Regions from separate parts of the Sus scrofa genome. Here all the other regions are linked to region 1. Evidence: chromatin contacts called from public Hi-C and promoter capture Hi-C data. All regions are on one chromosome and are shown on one strand. Each heading gives the region's core, a stretch centred on a gene start, on an enhancer-like site or on the middle of the called end of the contact. The rest is flanking DNA. Distances are from core to core; before and after follow the strand shown.

What was found. Promoter capture Hi-C pulls out the DNA fragments that hold promoters and counts their contacts. A called contact is a pair of places that touch in the nucleus more often than the background predicts.
Region 2: a Hi-C map of embryonic fibroblasts shows a contact between it and region 1, with 2.0 times the contacts expected there. The contact joins the promoter of AJUBA here to the promoter of MRPL52 in region 1. A contact is called at or near these places in 1 of 5 promoter capture datasets (liver), 4 of 47 Hi-C or Micro-C datasets (embryonic fibroblasts, epiblast stem cells, liver and 1 more) and 1 of 2 datasets of contacts at active chromatin or transcription factors (alveolar macrophages).
Region 3: a contact with region 1 is called in a promoter capture Hi-C map of liver, with 7 times the contacts expected there. The contact joins the promoter of DAD1 here to the promoter of MRPL52 in region 1. A contact is called at or near these places in 3 of 5 promoter capture datasets (fetal liver, fetal skeletal muscle and liver), 7 of 47 Hi-C or Micro-C datasets (embryonic fibroblasts, heart right ventricle, liver and 2 more) and 2 of 2 datasets of contacts at active chromatin or transcription factors (alveolar macrophages and skeletal muscle).

Annotation. Positions count from the first base shown.
Region 1 is chr7:76,189,937-76,194,111 of Sscrofa11.1, reverse strand. MRPL52 (mitochondrial ribosomal protein L52) reads left to right here and starts at 2,500. Exons shown (of 5, transcript NM_001185151.1): 1 at 2,500-2,548; 2 at 2,651-2,711; 3 at 2,790-2,857. The coding sequence starts at 2,521.
Region 2 is chr7:76,061,520-76,065,580 of Sscrofa11.1, reverse strand. It overlaps AJUBA (LIM domain-containing protein ajuba), which reads right to left and starts at 2,572. Exons shown (of 8, transcript XM_021099246.1): 1 at 1,162-2,572. The coding sequence starts at 2,197. It overlaps C7H14orf93, which reads right to left. Exons shown (of 7, transcript XM_021099247.1): 7 at 3,704-4,061.
Region 3 is chr7:76,429,927-76,433,954 of Sscrofa11.1, reverse strand. It overlaps DAD1 (defender against cell death 1), which reads right to left and starts at 1,915. Exons shown (of 3, transcript NM_213944.1): 1 at 1,647-1,915. The coding sequence starts at 1,857. It overlaps ABHD4 (protein ABHD4), which reads left to right and starts at 2,119. Exons shown (of 7, transcript XM_021099270.1): 1 at 2,119-2,228.

The DNA of each region.
Region 1 (4,175 bases), core at 1,251-3,750:
TCCCCCGCAACAGTGTTCCATGAGGTCCCTGAGAATGCTGATGATGTTAGCTGTCAGCACTAGTATTCCCTCTCTCTCTCCCTCTCAAAATCCTAACCCATATTTCCTGCTATTTGCAACCCATCGATTGTCCCCCTGCCACATCACTCTAACCACGTCAAAGGCTGAACTTGATTTCCTTCCAAAGACCTTTCGCCTCCCAGATTTCCCAGTTTTCCAGATCAAGCTTCCCTTTCTGCCCCAAAGTCCTCAGCTCTGGTTCCTTGACTCCCACAGCTATTAAATTGGTGCATATGTTCACTTCTGCATGTGGAGTTCCTATTGTCCACATTATTAGTTCACCTTAAAGCATGTGGCCTTTTTTATGATTTTGCACCCACAGTGTGTGTGAACTACTAGAAGATAGAAGTGTTGCTGGTTCAACTCCTTTACATAGTATTGGTGGTAGTGCCAGCCTGTCATCTTCCTGTCGATCTTGAATGTTGACACTGAGGTTTTGTTTTTTTTTTCCCAGCCCTTGGCTTCTCCTGCTTTATTCTCCAACTGTAAATTATGTAATGGGATTGCAGCACTGTCTGCTTCAGCTGTCCATCTCAGAACCAGCCAAAGCCACATGGAGCCTGGCTTGGGAAAGCTGTTACTCAGTCATTATTGCAACTGTAACACAATAAATCTACAGCCACATTTTGATTCAATTTCCTGATCTCTGAAAATTGCAAGCAATCTGTAAGGTGACTGCTTCCTAGACTATCTTATCCACTTTACAGGTTTATGAAAATTTATATAGAAGTGTTTTGATAACTGAAAATTAAAGCTACAAATGTAAAATGGTATTTGTATTCTATTGTCTTACTTCTCTTGCTTAGTTTTTTGGGACCATCCATTGGCATATAGCCAAGTTCTTTTATTCCCATCTTTTCTAGGTCAGCCCTCCTCTATTGCCATTCTTATTGTTATCAAAACAGCTGCTTTTACTTCTTAAACCAGGATCCACCCTTCCCCTCTTTCAAAGCACAGTTGAGAGCCACCTCCTGTGGAAAAACCTCCCAGTCTTACAGGAGGAAATGATAAACTTCCAGATAGGCCATTACACCACTCCTTCAAGTTTGCCCAGTCAGCAGTGTCTAGTCTAGTCCTACAGTAACGGCCACTTTTGTAGGAGTTCCACCATTTATAAAGCACTTTCACTTACCTTATCATTATTAAAATGTTTTCATAAATGTGGTATAATAAGCTTTTTTTCAATGAAGAAATTAAAGATAAAGGACTTCCCAAAAGCAAGTACAGGCATACCTCAGAGATAATTCATGTTCTGTTCCAGACCAGCACGGTAAAGCAAATACCAAGATAAAGTGTGTCCCACGAATTTTTTACTTTCCTAGTATATGTAAAAATTATATTCACACTATACTGTAGTCTATTAAGGGTGCAATAGCATTATGTCTAAAAAAAAGGATATACCTTAAAAATACTTCATTGCTAAAAAAGGCCAAAACAATTACAACAGTAATGTCAAAGATCACTGATCACAGACACCATAACAAATATTATAATGCCAAAGCTGAAAATACTCAAGAATTACCAAAATGTAACACAGAGACAGGAAGTGAGCTGTTGGAAAATCTGGCATGGATAGACTTGCTCTATGCAAGGCTGCTACAAACCTTCAATTTGTACAAAATGCATTACCTGCAAAGCACAGTAAAATGAAGTATGTCTGTGAGTGATTCTTTTTTTGTTTAAAAGGAGAGAGGAAGCCACGGATCTGGGTTGGCCACTTACTACCTACCTCACAAGGTTTTTACAGGCTTATATTAGACAATGGTGGTGGAAGCTCTTAAAAAAACGAAATGGGATCTTAGCTCTTCCTCAAGAAAACCTTGACTGCCTACTCTGGATCAAGTTCTCATCATATACTCACAAACAACTCCTACTTCCCTTCCCAGCACTCATCTCAGCTGTAATACTACAGCAATGTGTGTAATTGATAATTGTCATCTCTCTCTAGACTAGGAGCTCTATCCTAATAGCGACTTCTGCTTTGCTCTCCATAGACTCTCCTGCACGGAAGGAATACAGTGCTTGTCACACATAAACTCTTCAATATTGTTTCATAAATAAGTGAGAACTGAAACCTAGATTTGAGTCTTAGGCTGGGGAAAATGTTACAGTGATGCTAGAAGACAGAATGAGGTCACGTGAATGTCACTCAACTGAGAAATGAGAATAAATTTCAAAGGACTAGAGATCCCCAGGGGCGACGAAGGGCGTTTCCAAAGGACAGTTCAGAACGGCTCAGTCTGGAAGGACGCGACTTCCACCAAAGTTGTAGCCACCACTGAGGATTCACACGACGCCTAAAAAACCGGGGAGGCAGCTTTATCCCTCTATTCCGTACGGCGAGCCAAGATGGCGGGGCCCGTGATTGAAAACCAGATTCAAGATGGCTACTTCCGGCTTCCCCCGCAGCGTCCCGCGTGGCCATCGAGGCCACGCCCATTTCCGGCTCTGCGCCTCAGCATGGCTGCTTGGGGTATATTGCTATCTAGTAAGTGTGTATAGGGTAGGTGGCTCGGGAGCTTGCAGGGATGGGACGGGACCCCTGAGTTGGCCGCACAGTCGCTCTTCCAACTCTGTCCTCTGTTCCCAGCAGGTGTCCGGAGGCTGCACTGCGGAACGGCGGCTCAGGCGGGCAGCCAGTGGCGACTCCAGTGAGTGCCGGTCTGGGGGGCTCTGGGGTGGACCAGAAGCTGAACTTAGTCCTCACCGGGCTGTTTTTCTCCACCCAGGCAGGGCTTTGCTGCCAACCCCTCTGGCTACGGACCTCTTACGGAGCTCCCAGACTGGTCTTACGCGGGTGAGCACTAATCAGGCTAATTCTACTTCAGAGGAAACGCCTCTGGACGGAGTTGGGGGAGGTGTCACGGTGGGGGTGTGTCTGAGCCGACCACGTATTGAGTTTTTTTTTTCCTTTAACTTTTATTGGGGTGTCGTTAAATGTATTGAACTTTATCTTTGCAGTGGGGACGGGGTGCGGGGGGGGAGAAACCCTGTCGTTTGTTTTGGAAATTAAACTACCGTCTATGGAAAGTAAAACTAGACAGGATCTTCTTGGCTTTGGGGGATAAGCAGAAGATAATTCTGATTTGGGACGTCCTGGGGGAGTGACAAGACTTTACGCTGGTCAAAGAGGAATATGGTTTTTTCTAAGTTACCAAGAACCGCTCTTCTGTGTGGTGAATACATTGTTGAGAATTTGTTACCAAGCTCAAGGAGAGCTCTTTGAAAGGCTGCCTAAATGAGCATCTCAGAGAGAAGTGCAAAAGGGCGAGCACAGAGGATGGTGAGCTCCCTTAGGAAAAGTTTCTCCCTTTACGTTAAAAAAAAAAAAGAAAAAAGAATCCTAGAAAGGAAAGCCCTTACAAAAGTTGAAGCCTCTCTCCACTCTCTTGGGACTCCAGTTCACAGGTGGGAAAATTGATGCCTACAGAAGTATTGCTAGGGAGCACACAGCTAGGTAGTAGCAAAGACAGGAGTAGAACTGGGCAAAGGCCAGGCCCCCTTCAGCAGCACAGAGACTTGAGTATTGGATTCTGTAGGAGTATAAAACCTGCTCAATCAAATACTTTGTGACAGAGGAGGATGGTGAAGATTGTTTTCCTACTTTTTTTTTTTTTCTCTTTTTTTGGCTGCCCCATGGCATATGGAGTTCCCAGGCCAGGGATCAGATCCACACCACAGATCCTTTAACCTGGGCCAGGGACTGAACCTGTGTCCTGGTGCCACAGAGATGCTGCCTATCCCACTGTGCCATAGTAAGAATTCCTCTACCTGGTGTTTACTGCAGGAAGCCTAGGATCTCTCTGAAGTAGTATGGAATATTGGAAAGCCTGAAACTGATTCTTAATCCAGGCTTCTCTACTTGTTAACTTTGTGGTCTTACACAAATTACTTACTTGTATCTCAGTTTCTACATTTGTTAAACAAGAATACCTATCTCAGATGGTTCTTGTAAGGATAAAATGAAATAACCAACGTAAAGCACCTAATATACACAGTACTGGTTTCCTTTCCTGATAAATAATCTCTTATTTGTCTTGGCTTTAGACTTTTGGGCAGAGTTTTCACTCTCTTTCTTTGTAGAAAGTAAAAGTATTTTAATCTCTATTATAAAC
Region 2 (4,061 bases), core at 1,323-3,822, 130 kb after region 1:
CCACAGAGTTCTAGAACATGGGGCCCAGGGCAGGAACATGGATGGTGAGAAAGGTGAGAAGATGATGCGAACACTTTAGAGACCCACTGCCCTGGGGGTGAGGCCTCTACTTCCTGTACTTCCTGTCACAATCAGATTAGCTGGTTGTTTTAATATAGTGATGTGGTACTTGTGGGTCTTGGCTGAAAGATGGTTCAAGATCCCACTGCCTCCAGCCTCCCTCCATAGCTGAGACATATGATCAATTAATACTTCTGGAAGGTAACTGCGTGGGGGCGAAAGGTAGCGGTCAAGTTTCTTTAGCAGCAGGAAGTAAGGGGCTACTTCGTGCCTGAATTCTGAGCGGGTTATGGCCAGATGCGAAGGCCAGGTTATTTCTGGCAATTTTACACATTCGTCAACCATCCACGGGTGATGCTGTCCGGGTGGCCAAGACTTCTGCCCTGACTTCCGGAGGATGGGGAAAATAGAATCTGAAGCCACCAGCTCTTAAATGCCCACGCAGGCACCCGGCCAGCAGGTCCAGCAGGTCCGGGGCCGGTCAGCAGTAGGGTCCCTGCTTTTCGTCCCAGGGCTTTCATTCTTTCCTCGGGCTCCATATCCCCGACCGCGGCAGCCACAGCTCCGCGCGTGTTAGGAGGCAGCTCCCCCACCCCCTGCACCTCACCTCCGCCCTGCGCCGCGCGACCGGCCCCGCCCGCGGGCACCTGGAGCGCCCGGGCAGGAGCCGGCACGCACGCTGCCCGCCCGCCCCGCCCCCCACCCGCGCATTCCCCGAATTCCTGCGGGCGGAGCCTGGGCCCGGGTGGGGGCGCGGCGCGCAGGAGCCTGCAGGGGCACCACCGCCGAGGGGGTAGCAAGATGGGGGATGCTCTCACGGCCCCACTTGGTCCCCTCCCTACGAGGCCTCCTACCGAGAAAAACCCAGGCTCTAAAGCTTGAGGAACTGGAGATCACACAGGGAGGGGGTGAATTTAGCAGGAATAGGGTGCCTGTGGTCCATCTGAAACCCAGTGGGAAGGGAATTCTTCTCTTGCCTCTTTCCTAGCCCTGAGTCTCTGCCTCCGACCTCCTGGCGCAGGCAGTTTTGGCCGTCGGGGCAGAGGGGAACCAAATGCGGTGACGGGTCCCTCCCCGTCCCTCACCACTTCTCTCACTCACCAAAGTAGTCTTCTCTGGACTCCGGCTCCCGTATCCGGGTCCGGGCAGCCTCCTGAACGAACGCACCCGGCGGCTCCTCAAGACCCGACGGCTCAATTCCCGAGGGTTCCCCGCGGGCGCCGGCTTCTCGCCCACCTGTGCCCCCTGTCAGGCGCAGCAACGCTGTTAGCTCATCCTGGTATCGGGCGCCAGCGGCGCAGTCCCCGTAGCCAGTCACCGAGTGTCGTCCGGGTTGCGCCCCTCGTCTCTCCAAGGGCCCAGCCGCTCCTACTCCAGCTCCGGCAAGAGCTCCCGGGCTGCCCAGGGCCGGGGGATATGAGTGGCGGCTTTCCTGGCAGCCGAATCCGGCCGGCCGATGAGCGCACAGTCGGTCCAGGGCAGCGTGGAGCTCGGGGTAGGCGGACGGCACCCCTCCGGAGGAATAGCCTGCCGGAACCCCAGCCAGGGGTGGGCCAAACAGGCAAGGCCCGGCAGGCAGAGGACTGCCGTGGCGCTGGTCATAGCCCATGCTGATGCCGCTGGTACGATTGCTGCAGGGTCGGCTACCTCCGGCTCCACCAGCCCCCGCCCCGTCCAGCAGCAGACTGCCCCGGGGGCTGGACGGCTTGCTCGCGTCGCTGGCTGAGCTACTGGCAAAACTGGAGCGGGGGCTTAGGGCTGGGGCCGTGGTCTCCAGCCGAAAGTCAGGGGGCAATGACTGAGGTAGAGGCAAGGCCCGGGTGGGAGGTGGCACCCCGGGAAAGGAGGCTTCGTAGCGCTGCGCCTCAAAGGAGCCGCGGGGGTTCCGCTCAGCATCCAGGGGGCCTTGCTCCCGGGCTGGCTCCAACGGCTCATCCCCAAGTCCCCCAGTAGCTCCACGGGGCCCTGATTTCCTAGGTCCCCCTAATCCGCTCTGACGCCCCTTTCCCGGCCCGGGGGTCCCATCAGACCCAGACCGGCTAGATTCACCCTTTCTGCGGCCGAACTTGGCGCTGCCGGAGTCCGAGAGTCTTAACTTCTCTAGCAGGCGACTGGCTTTCTCCCCTAATCGCTCCATGCCCTCGGGCCTGGGGACTCCAGCCCCCTCCCCGCCCGGCACCCTGCAGCGTCTCGGTGGCCGCTTCTCTCTCCCTGCGGCTGGACTCGGGTTCCCCGGGGGCACAGGATAGGCACCGGGATTTAGCGGGTGGCCTGGATGCCCCGCGCCAAGAATCCCGCAGCATCCCCCAGCGACAGGGGTTGCGTCCCCCCGCGCATCAGGGGTTAAGCAAGGCTAGAAGGGCCGACGGCCGTGGCTGTGCCTTCCGCAGGTCTATCTGTTCACGAGCCGACTCACCCGGCAGCCCCACTCTCCCCGGCCCCCGCCCCCCTCGCTCTCACACTCAGCACGGACCCAACTTCTCTCCCAAACTTTTGTCTGCCTGGCCGGATCTACTTTCCTGGAGGGGCGGGGCGCTGAGTGCGAAAGAAACAGGGGTGTCGGCGCAGGAATCTGGTGCGCCGGAGGAGGGGAGAGCGGGTGCTGGTGCCAACTGTCCTGGAACTGGAGATCCGCCGACTGACGGCTAAAAAAGGGCGAGGGGCAGTTTGGGCAATAGCTACTACACCACTCAAGAATTGGGACAGGAAAAAGTGGGGGAGGGGAGGGGAACTCTTTGTTTGTAGTTGGAATGCGCGGAGGGGCACCGTGGAATGTCGCGGCCCGGGACCCGGCGACGCGAGGCTTGTTCTGCGCAAACACCGTGACTTTGTTCCTAGTATGAGGACTGCTGGAGAGATGAGGAGGGACTGATACAGAAATAGTGAGACAGGGAGAGAAAAGAAATGTAGATACACAGAGAGGTTCAGAGCGAGGAAGCCCTTATAGAGAGGTTGTGGAAGACAGGTATGGAAAGAAAGAGAGCAGACCAAAGGGGATCGATCGCGGGTGTTGCAGAGACCGAAGGCTGAATAGGCCAAGAAAAAGACAAATTTGTGCGAATCCAGAGAGAATGAGAGACAAACAGATAAGCTGCAATGCAAAGACAACTTTCTGAATCCAAAACTCTGCAGTTGGAGGGAGGGAGTTTTAGAGTGTGTGTGTGAAAGGAGAGAGAAAAAGGCTTGGGACTAATCTCTACCTTCAGGGTAGGGCTGATAGAGGGATCGATAGACACCCCCTGGTGTTGGGAAATGAGATTTTTAGCAACTATTTCTGGTGACTGGGGATAGAAGGCCTGGTTTTTAGGGGTAGCAAAGGCCTCGCCCTTGGTTGGCCCACAGGAGATTGGTGATAAAGAGTAAGTATCAACTTAAGCGGAAGAAAAAATATGTTCTTTAGAAGAGATAGCAAGTGAAAATGATCAAGGTGGAAAAGCAAAAGAGGCCAATCCTGGCCATACTAGGAGGCTCAAGAATAAGGAAAAGAGGAAGCCCTGGCTGAAGCTGAACATACCTGATTAAATATCAGCCAATGGATTTTGCCCAGACCAGCACATCAGGGGCATGGGGTAGGGTGTGGGGGAAAATGGAGAGGGAAAATAACTCCTTTGCATTTGGATAGTAAATTAGTATGAAAATTATATGCAAACAAATCATGCATATTATTTTCACTTCAACATTCTGAACACCTTTTACAATCTTAGTGTGGCCTTAGGGAAAGGGGAAGGAAAGGAGGTTAATATCTTTGGGGAAATTAATTTGGCACAAACTGTTTGGCTTCTCTGCCCTAGCTGCATTGTCTCCCTGCCCTCATCTCTCCTGAGAATCAGCCTCTTTCCCTGGTCAGGGCTACAGCATCTCTCTGATCCAGAGGAGAGTTTACTCTTAGGGTGGAAGCAAGGAGGACTGAAAGCATTAGTAACCCAGGGGAGCTCTCAGGTTGCATCCAGAACCTGCTGTTGCGTGCCATCTTCAGAATCAGCCATAAGCTTCTCCCTCCT
Region 3 (4,028 bases), core at 666-3,165, 240 kb before region 1:
ATCCCTGGCCTCGCTCAGTGGGGTAAGGATCTGGTATTGTCATGAGCTGTGGTGTAGGTCGAAGACGTGGCTCACATCTGATGTTGCTGTGACTGTGGCGTAGGCCTGCAGCTGTAGCTCCAATTTGATCCCTAGCCTGGGAACCTCCATGTGCCACAGGGGTGGCCCTAAAAACCAAAAAAAAAGAGAAAAAGATATATGCACCCTTATGTTCATTGCAGCACTAACTCACAACAGCTAAGACACGGAAACAACCTAAATGTCCATCAACATATGAATGGATTAAGAAGACGTTGGAGTTCCCATTATGGCACAGCAGAAATGAATCCCACTAGGAACCATGAGGTTGCGGGTTCAATCCCTGGCCTCACTCAGTGGGCTAAGGATCTCGCGTTGCCGTGAGCTGTGGTGTAGGTCACAGTTTCGGCTCAGATCCCACGTTGCTGTGGCTGTGATGTAAGCCGGAAGCTGTAGCCCCAATTGGACCCCTAGCCTGGGAATCTCCAAAGCTTTGAGGGTGGCCTTAAAAAAAAAAAAAAGACATGGTGTATATATACAGTGGAATACTACTCAGCCAAAAAAAAGAACAAATTAAATGTCATTCGCAGCAACATGCATGGAACCAAAGACTCTCATACTAAGTGAAGTAAGTCAGAAAGAGAAAACAAACAAAAAAAAATGGAGTGTCCATTATGGCTCACATTAACAAATCCAACTAGCATCCATGAGGACTCACCTTTGATCCCTGGCCTTGCTCAGTGGATTAAGGACCCAGTGTTGCCACAAGCTGTGGTGTAGGTCACAGACACAGCTTGGATCTAGCGTTGCTGTGGTGTAGGCCAGCAGCTGTAACTCCAATTCGACTCTCAGCCTAGGAAATTCCATATGCTGTGGGTGTGGCCCTAAAAAGCAAAAAAAAAAAAAAAAAAAAAAAAGGAAAGAAAGACAAATACCATATATCGCTTATATCTGGAATAATGGCACAAATGAATCTATCTACAGAAAAGAAACAAACCCATGGACATGGAGAACAGGGAGAAGGGGAGGGAGTGGGATGGGCTGGGAGTATGGGGTTAGTAGATGCAAACTATAGCACCTAACCCTAGAGTGGATAAGCAATGAGATTCTGCTGTATAGCATAGGGAACTATATCTAATCATCAGTGATGGAACACGATGGAGGATAACGTAAAAAAGAATATATATATATATATATACATATACACATACATATGTATAACTGGATCACTTTACTGTACAGCAGAAATTAATAAAACATTGTAAGTCAACTATAGTAAGTTTAAAAATAAAAAAAAAAAGTCTACCAACTTCAAAGTTGTGTTAAAGCTAGGTGGAAATTGGGAAGAAGTTTTCCCTGGACTATATATACAAAGTGAAGAGGATCACCAGGTTGCACAGCAGCATGAAAGTGGTTTCTATATTTAATTCCAGCTCCTTGGTGATTCTCCAGTAACAGGCACGCCACCTGTCTGACCCTCCATTTCCCCATTCACAAAGAGAGAGCAATGCAGGCTCCTCTCATAACTTGACAAGGCAGTGTTCTGATACAAAGAGACGAGCACTGTGGGAATAAAAGCAGCGCACCAAAGAAACACATTATTATGGAGATTATTACTGAATCATTACCCGCTAGAATGAAGCTCCCCACGCAAGAGATAAAGCCGGAGAGGAAAGAGTTGAAGGGGAAGGTCCCCACGAGGAGACAGTAACCGAATTGCAGCGCCCCGGTCAGCAGTATATACAAGAGATATGCATCCAACAATTTCAGACGCTGAGGAGTGGAGCTCAAGTACTCTTCTAAGAACCGGGAGATTACCGACAACACCGACGCCGACATGACTATAAACTTGGTACTTCGGCCGGCGTACCCCAAGCTCCTAGAGTACCAGACGACCACACCGGATGTAGTCTTAGCGCATGCGCAGCGGTACAGCCCAGCTCCGTCCTCCCCGATTTGCGCAGGCGTATAGACCGACCAAGGCGCGAAACAACCAATGCGCAGACGCAGAATACATCCTCAAAATGAGAACTACAGCCAGAGAAAGCTAGTGCGCCTGCGCAACGGATCTTTCCCTGTGCTGGAGACGTGTACTCTTTTTGTTCCATTTCCGCCGTCAGGTTGGTGACGCCCACAGTTGCTCTAGCAACAAGATAGTGCGGGAGGAAGACCGGGAGAGGCTTTACAGCCAATAGCGAAGCTACTCCGAGGTTTGGAGTCTCTTTGGTTCACTCACGTTCTCAAACATATACTATTTAGATCTGCTATAGGGCAATGTCTGGCGCTCTCCGGGTTCAGTACTTGTTCGGTCCTAATTCTGTTAAGGGCGCTAACTGCGATCCGTCCCAGATCATTGGAGCAAGTCAGGTTGCCCCAAAGTTGGAACCACCCGATCAGTGTCTGAGCGGGCACCAGTTTAGACGTGGTTATTGGGGGTGGGAGGTGTGGGGCGGAGTGGGGGAGCTCGACTTTACCCGGTCCTGAACTGGCTTTAGGATCTAGACTTGGGGACGCTTATTAATAAGAGCGATAGAATCAAACCTCAGGTATTCATTCAGCAGACATTTATTGGGCTCCTCCACATTTTTTGAATTGTAGTTAGTCAATTGTAGGTATTCTTCGGTGAATCTGATAGTCTTAAAAGAGCTGGGGGTGGGCGTGGGGTGAGAAAGTCGATTAAATTGCATAGAGTATACGATCAAGTTTAGCAGCGTGCTACTCCCAACCTAGCATCTTGAACCTGTTGTTGAACTATCCCAGAATGTCAGTGCTGAAAGGCCTGAAAGAGCATTGCCTGGTGCCTGGTTCAAACTCTACCCCTTCCGATTTATTTTGCAGAAGAAAATGAAGGTTTAAGGTTTTGTATTTTAACAAGTGGAATTAGTTACTTGTATTTAGTGTTTTAACCTTTTTGAAAAATAAGGTCCACCTTAGTTTCTGGCTTTTGCCGCGTTTTTTGTTTTGTTTTGTTTTTTTCCCATGCCAGAGGCTTGTGGAAATTACCCTGGCCAGGGATCAAACCAGGTCACAGCAGCAACCCAAGCCACTGCAGTGACAATGCCAGATCCTTAACCCACTGTGCCACAAGAGAACTCCTGCTGCCCTTTTATTTTAGGTGAATCTGATCTAACAGACCTAGCTCATCGCACTTTCAGCTGCAAGTAGCATATAACCAGGTACTTTTTCAACTTATTAGTAACTTTAAACTATCCTAGCCACTCAAGCAAAATTCCTAAAACAGCAAGTAAACCTTCCTTAGTTTTCATTTGTTGTTTGTGTTCACACTGGAACCAGGAGTTCCCGTGGTGGCTCAGTGGTTAACGAATCTGACTAGCATCCATGAGGATGTAGGTTCGATCCCTGGCCTTATTCAGTGGGTTAACGATCCGGCGTTGCCATGAGCTGTGGTGTAGGTTGCAGATGTGGCTCGGATCTGGCGTTGCTATGGCTGTGGTGTAGGCCAGCAGCTGTAGCTCCAATTCAACCCCTGGCCTAGGAATCTCCATATATCGTGAGTGTGGCCCTTAAAAAAAAAAAAAAAGTAAACTGGAACCAAATCGTGTGCTGGCTCTTAGTCATGAGCAAAACCTTGCTTAATTCTAGAAAAAAGAGATATAATCCATGTCCTCAGAAAGATTTACAATCCATCTGAAAAGATATATTCCTAGTCACACCCATTGAGATTTGTACTGTTATCTGAACTTAAGTTCAGTCTAAACCCTCTTATGTTGCTGAGGGGGAAAAAAAGAGGAATGGATAACCAGGCTGGTTCCTATTTCTATATCATAAAGCAAGTGTCATTTTCTCTGACAAGTTGAACTTTTCTCCCTGCCTCATCAGTGAATAGGAGGGTAGCTTTCTCACTGGTATTCAACTTCACACTTTAAAGGCTAGGCTGATGCTTTTTAATTATTTAGGAGTGCATTCCTCAGGGGGGTTCTATTCTGTTAGCTAGGCTTCTTCCAGTAGTCTCTCCCTTCTGTTTTGTCTGCCTTTGATCCATGTCAACT